Regions from separate parts of the Zea mays genome. Here region 1 is linked to region 2. Evidence: chromatin contacts called from public Hi-C data. All regions are on one chromosome and are shown on one strand. Each heading gives the region's core, a stretch centred on a gene start, on an enhancer-like site or on the middle of the called end of the contact. The rest is flanking DNA. Distances are from core to core; before and after follow the strand shown. Region 1 has its middle 7.2 kb from the start of LOC103629085. Region 2 overlaps LOC103629080 (a long non-coding RNA gene).

The links. Hi-C and Micro-C count contacts between places; a contact is called where the count stands out from the background.
Region 1: a contact with region 2 is called in a Hi-C map of leaf, with 2.0 times the contacts expected there. The contact joins two enhancer-like sites. A contact is called at or near these places in 4 of 25 Hi-C or Micro-C datasets (ear, leaf and tassel).

The regions. Positions count from the first base shown.
Region 1 is chr6:20,182,735-20,188,451 of Zm-B73-REFERENCE-NAM-5.0, forward strand. It overlaps the pseudogene LOC103629082. Among protein-coding and RNA genes, the nearest start is that of LOC103629085, 7.2 kb to the right of the region's middle. Within about 2 kb of position 1,582, at least 15 of the 20 cell types and tissues checked have an H3K27ac peak or open chromatin away from gene starts, as enhancers often do. A contact at or near this core is called in leaf, where this site is marked.
Region 2 is chr6:20,116,811-20,121,998 of Zm-B73-REFERENCE-NAM-5.0, forward strand. It overlaps LOC103629080 (a long non-coding RNA gene), which reads right to left. Exons shown (of 6, transcript XR_004850077.1): 5 at 3,423-5,188; 6 at 2,572-3,027. Among protein-coding and RNA genes, the nearest start is that of LOC103629080, 7.7 kb to the right of the region's middle. Within about 2 kb of position 3,196, at least 5 of the 20 cell types and tissues checked have an H3K27ac peak or open chromatin away from gene starts, as enhancers often do. A contact at or near this core is called in leaf, where this site is marked.

The DNA.
Region 1 (5,717 bases), core at 332-2,831, 64 kb after region 2:
GTTTAATAAAATTACCACTCTGCCATTATTAAAGAGGATTTAAAGTAAACCCTAAAGTTGTAATTAATTACCCACTACTATTATTAAAGATAATTTAAATTAGCCCCCTAAAATTGCGATTAATTACCCACACTGCCATTATTAAAAACGATTTAAAATAACACACTAAATTTCAATTTAATTACATACTTTCTCACTATTTAATATCATTTAAAATAACCCTTCTATACTAATTAGAAATAAAACGTTTCGGAAAAAAATAAAATCTGAGAAATGCTCAAAAAAGTCTCACGATTCATCGAGTAACCTCCAACAATAATAGTCATTGGATCTATTTTGTTTTCAAAAAATTATCCATTCTGTAATTATTAAAAATAATTTAAAGTAGCACCCTAAAGTTATAATTAATTACCCACTTTGCCATTATTAAAATGATTTAAAATAACATTTTAAGTTGAGTTTAATTACCCACTCTAAAATTATTTAAAACAATCCTTCTAAAATTGCATATAAAGTGTCCACTACAATATTATTAAAGAAGATTTAAATCAGTCCTCATACATTTAAATTACCATTACATTATAATATATTAAATAATATTTATAATAACCTCTAGATTTGCGTTAGGTATAGTTATGTCTTTGTGTTTCGTGGCCTTTTGCATCGCTTGAATCCTGAAGATACATCGCAACAATGCACCCTCAATCTCAATGCCATGAACAATGCAATATCTTTTACTTCATCTCACATGCACGGGAGAAAGTACAATAACCATGCTGGCTAGGATAATCACCATGTTGCGGTTATAATCTCTAAGCCTATCAACTCTTTTTAAAATATGTATGAAAGAAACATAAATCAAATCTACTCCTCAATAATCATGCTATGAATACTTCAATATGTGAATATATTCTACTTTGTCTCACATGCACCGGAGAAGCACACAACAACCTGATTGGAAAAACTATAACACGGCGATAACTATATAGTCTCCTAAGCATGTTATCTCTCTTTTAAGAAAATGCACGAATCAAACACAAAGTAATTAACTAATTAACTAATTGAAATAATTAAAATAGATAAATAAGACAAAGCAATGGTTTTAATTCTTAGTGTTTCATCTCCATGAAACACTAATTTCCTCTCTCTCTCTCCTATTAATTAGCTTGCCAAATCATCAGTTTTGCTGATATGTCACTACATATATTAATGAGACTGAAACCCCTAGCCCTAGGGAGAATTGCGTAATAGTTGGGGACTTAGGGAGGGTTTGCGAACTATGTTAGCCCCAAATCTTGGCGGGTTGTTTGTGAAATTTACTCAACAGACATTGAAGAAAACTCGACAATTAGACTCAAACGAGGGTAAAGTAACAAATAATTTGGATGAGGTGATAAATAAAATCGTGTTACATTAACACATCATCTCCATATACCAGTACAAAGAACCACAGGTACACATAAGGGCTTGACTTTGGGAGGGGAGGAGCCACACCCACACATGGCTCTCGCTTATTCAACGCAATTATACATGCAGAGAAAATCAAGCGCGTACAGGAACACCTCGACGCGCGCGGCCCCACATCTCAGTCTCACTCGCAGAGGTCCGGAAGGGACTTATTGTTAATCGTACGTCAAACATGCATGCAGGCATGCACTCAACGAAAACAGGCGGCGCGGCGCGGCGGTCGGTCGGTCGGTGACGGACCGGTGCTCTCGCCGGCCAGGTCATCAGCCGAAGAGGTGGTGGTGCTTCTTCTCGCCGCCGGGGGCCTCCTCGGCGCCTTGTGGTCCTTCTTTTTCTCGTGGTGCTCGTGGAAGGCGTAGCCGCCGGCGCCCACGGCCGCCGTGGCGGCGAGCTCCTCCTCGATCTTGTGCCTGTGCGCGTGCTCGGGGTCCTTCTTCGCCTCGTGCTTCTCGTACTGCAAAAACGAGAGAAACAACATCATCGATCAGCCGAGTTCATGACATGTATGTCCACGCTGTAGTGAACTAGCTAGTGTGATAGGTCAGCGCAACGAAGCATCGATCGATAGCTCTGCATGGACGACGACAACGTACCAGCCCGAAGGCGCCAGCGCCGATAGCGCCGGCCTCGCCGAGGTGCTGCTTGTGCTTGTGCTCCTTCTTGTACCCCTCGTACTCGTTCTCACCGTCGCCGGTGGTCACCGCCTCGGTGGCCACGGTCTCTGAGTACTCGCCGGCCGGTGGGCTGCTCCTCGTCCTTCTTGTGGTGGTGGAATAGGTGGTGGTGCTTCTCCTCCGACATGGTTGCCTATCTAGCTTTTGGTCAAGGAGCATGCTTGGCTAGCTCTTTGTGATGAGAGTTTGTGACAATCGGATGGTTGGCCTGTTGGGTGGTGTGCCTTGCCCGCTGGGGCTTTTATAGGCGGCGAGGCCACTGTCGGAGATGACCTTTTTTATAAGTTTGGGAACTATTATACCAAGTTGATTATTCACAAACAGCGCGCGCGCACACACCATATCGTACTCTCTCTCTCTCTCTCTCTCTCTCTCTCTCTCTCTCTCTCTCTCTCTCTCTCTCTCTCTCTCTCTCTCTCTCTCTCTCTCTCTCTCTCTCTCTCTATCTCTCTCTCTCTCTCTCTCTCTCTCTATATATATATATATATATATATATATATATATATATATATATATATATATATATATATATATATATATATATATATATATATATATATATATATATATATATATATATATATATACACACACACACGGGGTCCTGATCTTGTACCTTTTCTTTTGGGTAAAGATGAATATGTATGATGCGAATAAGCTGCAAGGTGTCTGTCGGCCACTTGATCCAACTCCAAAAATATCTTCTCTATACTATCCACACTTGAAGGCGACCCCCCTTCTATCAGGAGCGGTCCACGTTGTCCTCGATCATCAGGCTAGCTACTTCGAGACACCGGCCTTGCTTGGGCCAATTACTAACCGCGCGCAAAGCTAGTGGTCGGCAGCTGTTACCTGCTATGTGTGTTATAAATGAATGCGACACAAATAGGATCAATCACAGAGGAGACACGGATTTAACGTGGAAAACCCCTCCAAAGTGAAGGGGAAAAAACCACGGGCGCCGGCAGGCAACTTCTCACTATTTTCGGGTGGTTACAGATCGCAGGAGATTTTCAATTGAGATAGATATCTCCTGCGGCTTACAAAGATATTTATAGGGGTGAAACCCTAAAACGATCCGTACCGGGGGGGGCTCCGCCCCCCCCACCCCCCCAGGCGTCCCTGGGCCGCGGGAAGGCCAGTTGGCCTCGCTGCGCTCCGACCCAAGCCTCCCGGCGACGGGCCTCCGCTTCGCTCGCCAACTTGGCCGCCTTCTTCAGAATTTGGATCACAGACTCAACAATGTGTATCCAGCGTCCAGGTCAGGTCATAACTTGTGACGATATGCTCTCGACTCGTGTAGGGCTCATGTCGATCTTCTTGTCTTGTCATGTGAACCTCGTCATTTCTCTTCGTTATCCCTTGGCGTAGGTGCCTGATTCTCAGATCCGCTACAATTTAGATGAGACTATATATCACGTTACGTAATTGACTAAATTGATTCTAGACCTCACATAATCGCGATCAGAGGTTGCAGATCGATCATGTATATGAGTGAACGAATATGTTTCCAAATGGTCCCTCCGGTCTAGAATACATGATGCTTCCGACAGGATAACTGTACGTGAGTTCGAGCGGTGGCTCGTCTACGATTTCCACCAACAAACTGTGTTGTCTCTCACGGATGTGCGTGCTACCATTGTCGCCATGTCTCTCGGCCATGTGTCGACCTCTAGGTATATGTTGTAGGTGTAGCTTGTGCACAGAGTAGGTGTGTGTGATTGGTGTGCGTTTGGGATGTGCAGTGCGTGAGTTCAGGGTGGGGCAATAAAAAAGAACTACAGAGTTCCACTTCACTTTCTCCTCTCATACCTATTAGCCGAAACCAACACTCCATCTGCACAACACCACCTCTCTTCTCCAAGATCACCAAGAAGCTTCTTTTCTAAGGACTGCAAGGGTATACACCAGCAAGACAAGGTAGGAATTTTCTCTTGCCCTAAATCTTCTAGTTCTCCAATTTTTCCCCTGAATGAAATTAGGAAACCTGAAGCAATATCAGTGCTTCAGTTAGATGTGGCTATTCATGCATTCTTTTTGCTATTCCTCGACTTGTTGAGTACCTTTGTACTCATTCCGTTTTGTATCCCTCCTTGTATAAATTTTGGTTGCATGGAGCTGGTAGAGGATGACTATGTTAGGTGTGACCCCATCTAACTCGACCTAGATGATTTTGTTGGTGATAGTCAAGAGTGTGATCCATTTTATAGTAAGGTTGATCCATATGAAGACAAAGGCATTAATATGATCTTGAGTTGAAGTCCGGTATTGTAATTAGTGTGTTGTAGTTGGCATGTAACTAGGTACAATTGTTTGGAAGTCAAACTACTTTTATGAAATAAACCACCTAACATGCTTCTGATTTGTGCTACTCTGATGTGAGATATTGTACTGTAAAACAAATAATTACAGTGTAATGACTTCAAAGACTGGTTATACCCCTCGTGAGCACAAATGTTGTGTGTCACCGTTGTGACGGGACCGCCCAATCTATAAAAGCACAAGTACCAAAAACATCTTCTTCCACAGTTGTTTTAGCATACTTGAACCTATATAGATCCGGTAGACCACCGAGTATCCCGGAGGACCTTGGTAAATCAACTCACAACCAAGATCGTAGATTAAGTAAATACACCTTCACATACGGGAGTTTTGCTGCGGAAATAATATTACAAAGAGTTTATAAATAATAAGTTGAGAGCGAGTACAAAAATCTGATTTCAAAGTAATACAGCTTTAAACAATATAGATATAACATAGTTTTGAAATATAGTGCTAGCTCGATGACAATCCTCCAGGAGAAGCATAGATGAGATAAGTATATAGAAGGCCGAGCCCACCGGCGCTTATCCACCATCCTTAGTAGGCCTAGATCTTCACCTGCAACATGGTGGGATAAACCCTGAGTACTCGAATGTACTCAGCTAGACTTACCCGTCCAAAACCAGAAAATAAGAAAGTAAAAGACACCAAGGATCATGCAAGGCTTTATCTGGAGCTGGCTCTTTCTTTTTGGAAGAGTACAAGAATTAATGTAGTTATTAGCAACTTAAGGGGTATCATGATGATTATTCATCTTTTAGCAGTTCATTTTCTTTTTACCTATTCTGCAGCAAATCTAGGTTAGCACCTAGTTAGCTAGATGACAATTGTCAATTCACTATAAGTCTAGTTATAGCTTTAGTGAAGAATCAAGTTGAGCAATTCTCTTAATTACTATACAAGCAAGAGTAACCCAAACCCTTGATTATAATTATTCATGTCATCATACTTAATCAATATCATCATCCTCATGATTACCATTGTTCTTACTACGATGAGATAGCTCAAGTCAAGTGCTCACTGTCCAGGAGCGATGGCGATTCGAATCGATTCCTAACCAGCTGGTGGGGTATTCCTAACACAAACCATACCCACAGTACTTCGTGAGATATGATCACCACCATACGTATTCTAGAAGCAGCCCGGCTGCACATCGCGGTTCGACAGGGGCCACCATATCCAGGGACCTCCCGACTACCAGAGGGCCAGGTCGCCGCCATGACCATGGGTTAACTCGCCGTGTCCCTGTCGCTC
Region 2 (5,188 bases), core at 1,946-4,445:
ATTTATTAGAACTAGATGACCTCCAACCGACATCAGCTTTCCTTTCCAGCTACTTAATTTCTTTTCAATTTTGTCTTCCACTACTTTCCAGTCTTTATTACTTAATTTCCTGTAATGCATTGGTATTCCAAGATACTTGAAAGGGTATACCCCTTTTTTGCAACCAAAAAGGCAAAGATAACTATCTTCCTCATTCTCCGCCTGGCCAAAACAAAACAGCTCACTCTTATGATAATTAATCTTTAAACCCGACAGTAAGAGCTTTAAGTTAGATGCCTTGGCCAAGTCATTATCTAGAAACAACAAGGTGTCATCTGCATATTGCAGAATGGATAAACCACCTTCAACCAGGTGCGGGATAAGACCTTCAAATTGTCCATCATTTTTTGCCCTATTAACCAGAATAGCCAACATATCCACTACTATGTTAAACAGAATCGGAGAAAGAGGATCCCCCTGTCTCAAGCCTTTAAAAGTCTGAAAATTTTCTCCTATTTGGTCATTGACTTTGATTCCAACATGACCCCTTGTCATGATTGAATTAATCCAATTACACCATTCACTGGAAAATCCCTTCATACACAGAGTCTGTTGCACAAAAGCCCAGTTCACTTTATCATAGGCCTTTTCAAAGTCAATTTTAAAAATGACCCCACTTTGTTTCTTTCGATGGAGCTCGTGGATCGTTTCATGTAAAATAATCACCCCCTCCATTATATTCCGTCCTGGAATGAAAGTAGTCTGGGTGGGTCCAATTAACTTATCAGCTATACCAGAGAGCCTATTTGTAAGTACTTTTGTAAAAATTTTAAAACTTACATTCAGTAGACATATAGGCCTGTACTGCTGAATAGTTGGGGCACCCCTGCATTTTGGGAGTAGAATAATCGTTCCGAAGTTAAGACTATATAACGAAAGGTTTCCTGCATGAAATTCCCCGAATAAAGCCATAAGATCAGTCTTGATTAGGTCCCAAAAGGCTTGGAAAAACTCAGCCGGGAAGCCATCAGGCCCCGGCGCCTTATTATGCTCCATCTGGAAAATCGCTTTCCTAATTTCATCTTCGTTGAACTAAGAAGTAAGGTAAGAATTTTCCTCCGCTGAGACCTGGGGAATATCGTGAACCAGGCTCTCGTCAAGAGTAATCTCAGAAATCGGCTCCGGTCCAAATAGCCCCTTGTAGTAAGAAGTGATATACCTCTTTAATTCGGCATCACCTTCAACCACTTCATTCCCGTTCCTGAGCTGGAAAATTCTAGACTTTCTATGCTTTCCACTTGCGAGCAAATGAAAATATTTTGTATTGGCATCACCCTGGAGCAAATGAGTCGATTTTGCTCTTTGATACCACTTAATCTCTTCCTCCCTCAACAACTCAGCTAATCTATTTTGAAGGCACTGCTTTAAATCTAACTCATGTGCCAGCAAGCTGTCACACTCCGCCTTCTTATCTAACGAATCCAGCGAATTTAAAATTTCCTTCTTTTCCTTTTTATAAGCACCACTGGTGTTTTTTGCCTAACCACGTAAATGCTGCCGTAATCTTCTTATTTTGTTTTGCCACTTCTCCATGGGTGTTTGACCACTGAATTCATTATTCCAGATGTCATGAACCATGTCATGAAAACCATCCCTAAGCAACCACCCTAATTCAAATTTAAAAGGACGGTGGCAGGGGCAAGATGTGGCTTCCCCCGAGTTCAATAACAGCGGTGTATGGTCAGATATATCACGGTTGAGGGCAACAACCGAAGATAATGGGAATTTCTGATCCCATTCCGTTGTTACTAGTACCTGGTCTAACTTCTCGAAAGTGGGATTCGGAAGGTTATTTGCCCAAGTAAACTGGCGACCCGACATCTCTATCTCTTTTAAGTTAAGACCATCAATTATGGCATTAAAAAGGAAAGGCCAACGATGGTCAACTAAAGGTTTGTTTTTCTCATTTTGATTCCTAAGAATATTAAAATCACCGCCTATGACTAGGGGTAGAGTCACATGACTAGTAAACTGCACCAACTCAGCCAAAAAAAAACTCCTCCTTATCCATTTGTGCAGGTCCATAAACCACTGCCAACACCCATTTAAAATTATCACTCTTATTACACAAAGTAAACTTAACATAAAACTCTCCCTCATCAATCCCTCCAATATCGAACACATCTAAATCGACACCCAACAAAATGCCACCTGATCGACCATCCGGCTCCTTACAATGCCACAAGAAGTTTTTACCTCCACTTAAATTGCGCAAAAACGGATCAGTAAACGAACGACGTACTGTTTCCGAAATGGCAATGAAAGATAAATTTTGTTCTTTAACCAGGTCAGACACAGCATTTTCTGCAGAGCTATTTTTCTATAGAGCATTAGAGCTAATCCAGGTCGATTCCGATGTGATTCTTGATACTCCAGGCTGAGAATTCCACGACGCGCACGTCTACTTCATGAGGGGTACAGTGGCGATTGATAATCAGGAAGCAAATAATATGTAACTAGTACGGTGCCCGTGCGTTGCGACGGCATGCAAAATATTCAATAAAATCTTAGTGCATAACAATTACATGAAAATGACCAACATATATATTATTATCGACTTTAATACTTCACAATTTCTTTGTCGACAACCAATACATTGTTACCCCCATTTTTACATCAGATATTCAGACCCCATCTCACTATTTAATTTCAAATGATTTCTTTTGATCAGATTAATTCACTCCACCTTTCTAATAAAAAAGAAACGAGAAAAAAGTCAAATTGTTCGGTCAAACCTACATCCATCCTAATCATTCGAAAACTCAACACGAAAAGCAGAGCAATGTGCGCTTCCCAAACAATGCAAATACTGATACTGGTGCTGCATGCTGCCTGCCGATGTACCTCGATGAAGATGGTGTGCATGAGGCAGCCGACGATGGAGGTGATGTTGGCAGTGATGTTCCGGAGCCGAAGCTCCTCGATAGCACGACACACACGGGCCATGGAGCCACGGTCCTTGCTGCACGTCAGGGATGGATATACAGCCTAAACACGATGAGATATTACAATTCCGTCCCCAGTAGCTACATGAAACATCGAATTTTAAGGAATCTGTTCACACACTAATAATTGTACTATTGGAAAAGAATGCTGGCCTAGAAGAATAGATAGCAGAAAGACAATGACAGGTGTTGACTAAAACTAAAGATATTCAAGAGTGTAGAGTCCTGAAAAAATATCAGCGGATTGGTGGTTGTGGGATATATATGGACAGCTCCTCCTAATGCAAGCAACGTCACTTTCGAGATGAAGCGGACTACCTAGATGACATAAGAACAATTTTTGACAAGAGTGGTGCTGGAAGTTTATATCTGAGATGACAGATGACACAAGAGCAAACGAGGCACACCTGTGAAAATGAAAAAAAACAAAAGATATACCTTCTGAGTTCCAATGTTTATCGAATCCACTCCATAGCAATAGATTTCACCATTTTTCTGCAACAGAACTGCTCATATTAGTCGTCATGTGTGTAAAGAACACATTAAGTGAAAACTTTACAACTGGAGAAGCAAATCAGGCATGCCATATAGCACAACACATATTTCCACCTGTAGAACATAACTGTAATTGGCTTCGTTTCCATCAAAAACACATGTAGAAAGGTCATAGAAGTTCATATAATTTTATAAAAATTAATTGAGCAAAGGCATTGGAAGTTGAGAAATGGACAAAAACAAGTACAATGTGTCAGATTTGAGTGTAAATCTAAGAACAGAAGTGGGGAATTGATCAAATGAAAGAGGCAAACTGCAAGTTAAGCACCACCGTTTCTCTTCTAGAATCATGGTATTTAAGCTAAAAATATTGGTTGATTGTTAGTAGATGGTAACTAAAAAATATTGGCTGACTGTGGAGAGAGATATGGCTTGATATGGCAAATAGTTGCCAGCTAATTGATACCACCATTTGACACTAATGAGACATTATCTTCAGGACATTGTTGAGCACATCTGCTTTGCCATTTTCTATCTCTGCAATCTCTTCCCCGATGGAGATAAGAGCATCACAGAACCTGTCCAGCTCGGCCCGCCAAGACAAAATGGTACGATATCATAAGCTAATGTGAAATCAACTAACTGATTGATAGAACAGGAAGCAAAGGATGGTTAAAAGCTACACATGCTTACTGTCGGGAATACGATCCCCGGTCTTCGGGACCCGCCGGTCAGAGAGCGCACTGAGGGAAGAGCCCCTGGCCGTTGGGGCCTGCCGGTCAGCTGGAAGAGGTGGATACGTCAACCCTGAAAGAACTCACCCCCGGTGGAGCCCCGCGGCACCGAGCCCGGGGTCGAACGTGGTGGAACCTGACAGGAGGGGCCAGGCGTGTCGGAAGGGAACCACTCGAGTGGATCCCGTGCCCGGCCCCAGACTGACCTGTCGTAAATGACCGGCCGCATTAACCACGCCTGGCACCGAGCCACAGCGTGGGTGCCGGTCCGCTTTCCACTCATGACCTACGAACCCCTCGGTCCGCACAGCACTCATGACCTACGAGCCCCCCCGGACTGCGGCACATTTATGGTCCGCGCGCCCCTCGGCCTACGGCGCACTCATGGCCTATCGGACTAGGCCTGAGCACGCAGACCTCTGGCAGGGTGCAACACGACGGGCCGCGCCGAGCCCCAGGCTACGGAGGCCAGGGGTCGGCGTAGCCTAAATGATGGCGCCTGGGACCCTCGCAGCCACGCGCCGTCTGCCACGGTAAATACGAGACAGCCAGGCAACCCCGGGCCCCACGAGTACGCGTGGCTTTACCCCGAGTAGAACGCTGGTTTTACCCTTGCCTTACGGCTCCTTCCCAAGGAAGCCACCGCTATCCGACCCCTCTCCCAGCCTATAAAAAGGGAGGGGTTGACCTCCAGGCAAGTCGGAGGCAGCCAGACGACGTTTCAGACGGAACCGAGCTCACTCGGACACGCACCCACTAGGGCGAACAGGAGGAGGAGGAGCGCCGATAAGGACCAGGAGGCCGGAGCCCCGCCACCAAGCCAAGATTTAGCTAGGACTCCACTCTGTAGCTTCAAAGCTCCACTGCCACCCCGATAAAGAGACTTGGGAGCCTCCTCCCTCTCGCCCGCTTGTAACCCCTACTATGAGTTTCGATCATTAATGGTGCCGGTAGCGCAAGCCGCCGATGACTGGA